Linked DNA regions of Sus scrofa: regions 1 and 2 are each linked to region 3. Evidence: chromatin contacts called from public HiChIP or PLAC-seq and promoter capture Hi-C data. All regions are on one chromosome and are shown on one strand. Each heading gives the region's core, a stretch centred on a gene start, on an enhancer-like site or on the middle of the called end of the contact. The rest is flanking DNA. Distances are from core to core; before and after follow the strand shown.

Region 1 (2,700 bases), core at 34-2,533, 450 kb before region 3:
CTGCATTAAGTGCCAGCATCTTCTTGAAATCTCAAGCTTGAGAGTTGGAATCCAGGTCAGCTTGCAATGATTAAAGTTATACTTTTTGGATCACTCCATAATCTTTCTCTTATGATAACAATGGTTTTATCTAATACTTCTTGGAGCAAAGCTTATTTTGATTCTTCTTTTGGGTTACCTCTTCCCTTTGGCTGACAGGAGAGATATTTTTTAAGATGGTCAAAATACTTGTATGTTCTGTCTTAGCCTGTCTGTGGAGGAAGAAGCAGGACACTCCACTGTGTTTCCTGAAATTTTTACAACAGGGAGCTAAGAAGACTGGGAAGATTGAGTTAAATCTCTCAAGTTGGTCTGTGGAGGTGCCGGCAGTTGGAACTCCTCCTGGAAGTGTAATGCGAAGCTCAAAGTTCCCAAGTTTCCGTATGGAAGACCAGAGAGCAGTATTGCCTGCTTAATAAGAAACCAAAATAATGCATGTTGGGAAGAAAGAAACCTGCTTCTCCAATTAACTGTAATAGATAACGAATATGTATTTTCTAAATTGTAACAACTTCATTTTCTTCCTCTCATTCTGATATTAGTAAAATGCCTGCTATGAAAGAAGCAAACGAATGTAAATGTGTACATCCAACGATAATGTCTCACTAATAGTTTGATCTTTGAAAGGATTCCACTGAGCAGGTCGTTTTGTTCTTCTAGAGAATACATGGGACCAAAGGAGGGTCGGTAAACAGCCACCACTACCTAAATCCCTCAGCTTTAAGTGGCAGTAGTTGGATGTAGCTGCCTGCAAGTCCGCCTGTGCTTTAAAACGAGTAAAAGGAGAGGCTGAGAAGGATGACAGGTACCTAAGTGAGAAAGGGTCGAAAAGCAAACATTATGCAAAGGGCAGGAGGCGGCTGTTCCACTGCCGGCGGCACAGGTATTAAAACGATCTGAAATCCATAATCTGAAAACTGCTCTTCTACGTGGAAATCAGCGGTGAAACCGATACTTCCACGTTCTTTGGAGTAACGGTCAGCCCAGGGATTCCATGAGCACTTCACTTGGGTATCTAACGCTCTGACCTCTTGGAAAACTGTTACTTTCTGCGGCCTTCATTTGTCATAGAAACAAACCTCCTTCGACCTGAGAAACTGCTAAAATTCTTTGCCTCCCCGAAAAATGAAAATAGTTGGGAGCCAAATAAGAACCTCTACAGAGCGAATCAAACATACATAATTCCAATTTAACTGCCCGCGCTCAATCCGGGTTCTTCGGCCACTCCTTGGGCGGAAGGGGCGGAGACTACATCCTGCGTCATCTGCCAGTGCCGGAAGTGGGCTGACACACAGCGGCCTCAGGAATCTGTTAGGGAGCCTCGGGAAGTTTCTCCGTGTTCCGTGGGTAGGGGTTTGGCGGATTGGCGGTTTGGGATTGGAAGGTGAGTGTTTGGGCCAAAACTGGAAAGATACTAGGGGTTACAGGAGGTCCGGTGTGGGATTAGAGTCGAGAGAGGCTGGGGATGGAGTCGATGCTGTTAGCCCTTTGGCTTGTTTAGCTGTTGGGTTGTCTGCCTTTTCAGCTGTTAGGAGTTATTTCATTATTTTTCCCTTTTCTTCGGTTCGCATGTTTTCCTGTTGAGGGGTATAGTTTTTTGGCAATTTCTTGCTAAATTTTGGGAAAATTTCACTTGTGGGAGTTCCCCTTGTGGCGCAGCGGAACTGAATCAGATGAGTATCCTTGAGGATGCGGATTCCATCCCTGGCCTCGCTCTGTGGGTTAACGACCCAGCGTTGCCTTGAGCTGTGGTATAGATAGCAGACGGGGCTCGGATCCCGCGTTGCTGTGGCTGTCAGGCCTATTGGACCCCCTAGCCTGGAACTTCCACATGCCGCGGGTGGAAAAAAAAAAAAGAGAGAGAGAGAAAGAAAAAGAAAAATTGGAGTTCCCGTCGTGGCGCAGTGGTTAACGAATCCGACTAGGAACCATGAGGTTGCGGGTTCGGTCCCTGCCCTTGGCTCAGGGCAGGGTTAATGATCCGGCGTTGCCGTGAGCTGTGGTGTAGGCTGCAGACGCGGCTCGGATCCCACGTTGCTGTGGTTCTGGCGTAGGCCAGTGGCAACAGCTCCTATTCGACCCCTAGCCTGGGAACCTCCATATGCCGTGGGAGCGGCCCAAAGAAATAGCAAAAAGACAAAAAAAAAGAAAAAGAAAGAAAAAGAAAAATAGTACTTGTACTCGTGTTAAATGAAAACCAGAGCTTCGCAGTCAGATCTAAATTCCTCTGCCTTTTAACTACTGAATAATCCTGACCAAATTAACCTTCCCTAAATCTTAGTTTCTTGATCTGTTCATTAAGAGTAATTATTTAACCGCCTAGAATTGTTGTAGAGATTATAATGAAATAGCATGTGTAAATATGAAATCTGTAAAGTGTTTATGGAGTCCAGTTTGGGGGTAAATGCAAAATGCTTATTTGTGGGTTTGATTCATTCTTTAGAACCAGCGGTAGGATTTTTAAAAAGTACGGATTAGGAATTGGGAACTTTTTAGCTTTTTAGCTTTCCCTGAGAAAAATAAGGCATGATTGGATTTGTGAGGGGCCCCTTTAAGATGTTCAGTATTTGAATCTGTGATTTCAGGGATAACGATGGACACACAGAAGGACGTTCAACCCCCAAAACAGCAGCCAATGATATATATCTGTGGAGGTAAGAG
Region 2 (2,700 bases), core at 1-2,500, 420 kb after region 3:
TGCTCATTACAGCAGTTCTTCCATGAACAACGATCAAATAATAAGTAGTGCAGCTGGATTTTCAGAGAAATTGGGATACTGTATACAAGAGCGCTGCCATAATGAGACCCAATGTATAACCTAAAGTCCTACAATATAAGGGTAATCATTTAGTAAAACCCACTTTAAGTGCAAAAATGCCTGGTTCATTAAAAAGGGAAAGTATTAGCATATATAGGATGTTATATGCTAAATGGTCGATCTTCTACCAGTTTATCCTCAGATTGAAACTCTTCTGAAATAGAAAGTTACCATTTTTAAGAAAATGTTAAAACAGCCAAAATGTAATGTTCAATTTTTCTAAGGTATTTAAAAAAGCAGCCATTCAACACAGTAGGGACTGAATACTTAAAATACTTCTTGAGTGAACCTGGAAAATAAAGCTTGAGATAATCTTTTATTGTGGTTGTCAATGTTCAAAGATGACTTTCAACACTTAAAAGCAGGAAGAAAGAAAAGCAACTGCTAAGCCAGTTTTCACCATGGCTGACTCACTACATTAACATTATAGTGGCTAGCTCAGGGAAGGCTACAATGTCTCCCATTACATCTTACATAAAACAAGACATATAAAATTCCTGCAGTGTATTTTTTACTTTTAAGAAAATCAGCCATAGAACTACCACAAATACTCTAACCACAACTGAAAAATACTATTATCTTCTCCATTAGAAAAAAAATACACTGGCAGTCTATGTGAAATGATTGATAATCATCATTGCATTTATTTTATACCAACTTAATTTAACCACTACTGTTTTAACATCTTTTAGTAAAGATATTCTGGAAGACTTGGAAATCTAGAACACCCCTTTTTTAAAAGGAAAAGAAAAACCAAAAAAAGAAAAAGTTGACAGTAACATAACTGATATTCACTATAGATGCTAGACTGAATGGTTGGATTCTCACCAGTACATCATTGCAGATATCTCTTAGCTCGGTCTCAATTTTCTCTCGGTATTCTCGAGCCATCTGCTGTTTTTTCTCAGCACCTTCCGTCTTTTGCTCAATACTTGAGACGACCCTCCAAGATGACCTACGGGCTCCTACAACATTTTTATAAGCAACTGAGAGAAGATTCCTCTCCTCATTGGATAATTCAGCTCCTTGCTCAGTTACAGACTTCATACAGGCTGCCATGTCATCATATCGCTCAGCCTGCTCGGCCAGTTTGGCCTTCTGCACCAGCTCATTTTTATCCATGACTGGATGTTCTGCAGGAGAGAAAAAGTAGCATTTAGATATTTTTTCCATTAAAACAATCAGACTCAACTTTAATTCTCTTGTAAATAAGCTGTGTTAACACCCCAAACCTAATTACCTATGGAAGATTCTTCACATGAGGAATTTAATGCAGCCTCACAAAAGGATGTTCAGAATGAGAAAAAAAATTGATATACTCAGCATGCAGATGGTCATTTATAGCCATTAACAACAGTTTTGCTTTAGCAAAACTAAAGCAGCTTTGCCTCATCTTTGTTCAGAAGATCCTAATTTCACATAAGGTCAAAGCACATTTGACCAAGAGCCTTGAAAACCAACCTTTATCTTACTTGGTCAAAATTTCCACTCAGTTTCCATTATCACTAAGTAATCCAAAATCAAGGAGCTTATCTTTAGTGAAGACACCACTTACAAAAACATTACTTTCTGTCATACTTGTGCACGATTCATGTCAGTTTAATTTAATTCATGTCCTTTTAGTTTAATAGTTACTCTTATCAGGAGCATTTAAATTTACCACCCCTACCACAAGTCCACTGATCTTTGCAAATTTGTCACCTGATGACAGCATGCCAATTCTCTAGGAGAAATGACCAAATTTCTTGTTTAAGATATTCTCAATATTAACCCACCACCAAGGATCAAGACCAAAGTGGCCCTAAGGGTTCATTTACCTGTACCTTCTTATATGCACAGTCTTAAAAAAAAAAAGGATATATATATATATCTCCATGAGTCCCGGAACTTCAGTTCTATCTGTGAGCTCTAAATTATGCATAGTAAGTGCTTCCAGTGTGACCAGTGTTTCTGATGTCCTTGTTCAGTTTAAATGATGAATTACTGCACTGTTTCTAGCAGTCAAAATTCAATTGAATACATTACTACTCACGCTTCCCTTCCTAATTCTTTCTCTCATTTTAAAGCTCCCTTGACTTTTCAATTTACCCCCGTTATAGTCTTCCTTAAGATATCCTTTTGAAGAGTCGTAAAACAGCAAAGACACTAAACCATACAGTGATCCCAGAGGGTACACAATTTTAAAGAAAAATGTACAGCCTGAGTGTGGAAGAGAAGAGCTACTGTCACTCACTACGGGAATTGACTCCTTTTACCTTCCCAGGGAAATGCCACAATACTTGGGGGGCGGGGGGGTAACACCCCACAAATCCGAACAGGTCCCCACGTATTTAAACAAGTACTTAGCTAGCTTGAATGGGAAGTATATACTGCTTCAGTGTGAAAACCAAAATTGTGATCGCATAACCCTCCAACCCCCTCCCTTCTCGAAATTACTAATGCGTCCCCTAGGACCTAAAAAATGCTCTCAGGCTAATGCTCCTTCTAATGAAAACTATCTAAAACCAGTACAAAGGTTTCTCTCCTCACCCCCTCGGGTACAAGGGGAAGTGGATTAGGTTTCTCATAGAATAACCAGTG
Region 3 (2,700 bases), core at 72-2,571:
CCACAGCTACAGCAACGCGGGATCCGAGCCACACCCCTGCCTCACCTGCGACCTACACTGAAGCTCGTGCAACCTCAGATCCTTAAGCCACTAAGCGAGGCTAGGGATCAAACCCACATTTTCATGGACTCTGTCAGGTTCTCAACCCGTTGAGCCAAAATGGCACTCCCATTTTTCTCATTACACTCATTTTTTAAACTATAAAGGAGTTGGTATAGGACTCTTGTGTTTAGCCATGAAAATTAAGCCAAGAGAAATGAATTCAAGCTACAAGTCAAATTAATAAACCAATATAACTCTTATGGAACACGTTTGGACAGATAACAAGCAGGAACAGTGGAGTAAGGGAGATGAGGTTCAAACCCCCGTTCACCTTTTTCTAGTTGTCCGACCACGGACAAGTCAGATGCTCTGTGTCTCAGTTTCCCTCTCTGTAAAATGGAAATGGCGGTACTTCCTAGTGTTGCTAAGGATTATACCAGGATATTAGATTTTAAGGCACTCAGCACAATGACATACAGTAAGCACTGAAGAAGAGAGCTATTACAATTCCTACAACCAGTCATATGACAACTCTTTAAGCGAGAAGCCCCTTGGTACCACTGTCATTTTTTAAAGAGTGAGAAGTGTTACTATTTAATGGTGTACTTTTCATCTCCTTACATTCTGTAGCCAAGTCTGAACACTAAAATAAATACATTTGCATTTATTTTTAAAATACATATGTATTTATTTTAAATAAATATTTTTCTCGAGGCAGAGCCCTACTGGAAGACAACCTGTTAATAAGAAGCAATGCTATCTTTGAACCCAGGCACCCAGGGCCTTGTGACAAAGGGACAGGTCACTTGCATCTCAGCAGCTTCTGTGTATGACTAGACTGCAGGTTCCTCGTCATCGGCCACGTACTGTCCGTGCCAACGCGGAGACAACGCACCTTTTTGGGCCCGACGCCGTGACAGCCGCCCGAGTCTTCTGCTCGCACCCCTGACCTCCCGATGCCCCGCGAGCACGCACGCCCGCCAGCCGCGGCTGACAGCGGAGCCTTTACCCACAAGCCCCCAGAACCCTCGCAGGCCCTTCCCAGCCCTCGGGATCAGCACAGCCCCGCGAGAAAGCCACCCGTCGCGCCACGACCGGCCTGGCTCCCCGAGGGCGCCCTCGCCCCTCAGGGCCCTCGGCCAAACGGCAGGGGAGATGTCAGTGGCTTTCGCCACGGCCCAGGTACCTTGGAGTTGCCAAGCACCAGCGACAGCGACACCTTCCCCGCGGCGACTGCGGAGGCGGCAGCGGCGGCGGCGACGGCAGCGGCGGGCGGAGGGGAGGGGTCGGCCACTGAGACGAGAGGGGCGCCCTGCTGGGCCAGAGCGGCTGTGCTCCGCCGCAGCCGGCGCGCCCCCTGGAGGCGGGCGGCCCGCAGGGCGGCTAGGCCCGCTTTGACTCAAAGACTAGGTGAGTCCACTTTGAACTAGGCGAAGTATCAAAACTGCGGCAGGGGAAGAAGAGAAAGAGAACCGAAAAAGGTTTCGTCGATCTGAGTCCAGGAGCATTTTGCACTTTTCACGTCCTTTTCTAAAGAAGTCTTTCACCTCTCAGCTAAAAGAAGGCTTCAAAGGCAAGGACAGTTTTACCTACAGCTGTAGGCATCAATTAATAATTGCTGACATTTAGGTAAGTCGTCTCTAAAAACGCACCCAATTGATGTATTATTTAGGTAAGTCGTCTCTAAAAACGCACCCAATGACTGGCTGCTGTCATTCTAAAATATGACCCTGAGTTTTTTTTCAAAATGGCTTTGAATGCTTAAACATCCCACTTTTTAGGATTCCCAGATGAAATCCAACATGTGTCCGGCCAAAACTAAAAATGTGGTGGGTGGTGGGAAGTTCATTTACTTTTAAGTTTACCAAGTTCAGTCCTACAGCCAAGGCTTGCCATGTTCAGTGATCCTCCCTCCCCTGAATTCTAGTATCCTCTCCCAGCCAAGCCACCCTCCAGGGGGTCTCATGTCCATCTTTCAAGGGCTGTTACTCAGCCTAACAGTTTGTTCCTGGCAATGCCATGTAAATGTTAGGGATTATTGTCAAATTTGAGAAAACCTCTATTAAACCTCTTTCATATAAGATTTCAGGCATTTCACATTTTCTCATGCAGCAACTAATCATAAATATTAAATACTTTCTGAATTGATGACATTTATTAACCAATTTGCCATTGAGATACTCCCTGAGGTTTTGTATGTTGAGTTTATATCTTCATTGATGCCTATAAGTTGTGTCAAATCAGCAAAGGATTCCAACTTTCTCCCAGTGTGTTTATAAATTCTCTACTTTTCCTTAATTGATTTATCAAACACTCCAAGAGCCTATTCATTACATCTATTCAAATGAATCTCTCCATCTTCATAAATTACTGCTTTTGTTTGAGTTAAAAAGATGTAGAGGGAATTCCTGTCATGGCTTGGTGGTTAATGAACCCGACTAGGATCCATGAGGTTTCGGGTTCGATCCCTGACCTTGCTCAGTGGGTTAAGGAGTTGGCGTTGCCATGAACTGTGGTGTAGGGTGCAGACACAGTGCGGATCTAGCATTCCTGTGGCTGTGGTGTAGGCTGGCAGCTGTAGCTCTGATTCGACCCCTAGCCTGGGAACTTCCATATGCAGCATGCGCCCCTAAAAAAAAAAGTAGAGACTGTTAAATG

The links. Promoter capture Hi-C pulls out the DNA fragments that hold promoters and counts their contacts. HiChIP or PLAC-seq counts read pairs in DNA pulled down with a chosen protein or histone mark.
Region 1: a contact with region 3 is called in a promoter capture Hi-C map of fetal liver, with 5 times the contacts expected there. The contact joins the promoter of POLR2K here to the promoter of ANKRD46 in region 3. A contact is called at or near these places in 2 of 5 promoter capture datasets (fetal liver and liver), 3 of 47 Hi-C or Micro-C datasets (liver and psoas muscle) and 1 of 2 datasets of contacts at active chromatin or transcription factors (alveolar macrophages).
Region 2: an H3K27ac HiChIP or PLAC-seq map of alveolar macrophages shows a contact between it and region 3. The contact joins the promoter of YWHAZ here to the promoter of ANKRD46 in region 3. A contact is called at or near these places in 1 of 5 promoter capture datasets (fetal skeletal muscle), 2 of 47 Hi-C or Micro-C datasets (heart right ventricle and liver) and 1 of 2 datasets of contacts at active chromatin or transcription factors (alveolar macrophages).

The regions. Positions count from the first base shown.
Region 1 is chr4:36,851,205-36,853,904 of Sscrofa11.1, reverse strand. POLR2K (DNA-directed RNA polymerases I, II, and III subunit RPABC4) reads left to right here and starts at 1,283. Exons shown (of 4, transcript XM_003355012.5): 1 at 1,283-1,423; 2 at 2,625-2,693. The coding sequence starts at 2,633.
Region 2 is chr4:35,978,377-35,981,076 of Sscrofa11.1, reverse strand. It overlaps YWHAZ (tyrosine 3-monooxygenase/tryptophan 5-monooxygenase activation protein zeta), which reads right to left and starts at 1,250. Exons shown (of 5, transcript NM_001315726.1): 1 at 949-1,250. The coding sequence starts at 1,242.
Region 3 is chr4:36,399,259-36,401,958 of Sscrofa11.1, reverse strand. It overlaps ANKRD46 (ankyrin repeat domain 46), which reads right to left and starts at 1,321. Exons shown (of 5, transcript NM_001243356.1): 1 at 1,229-1,321.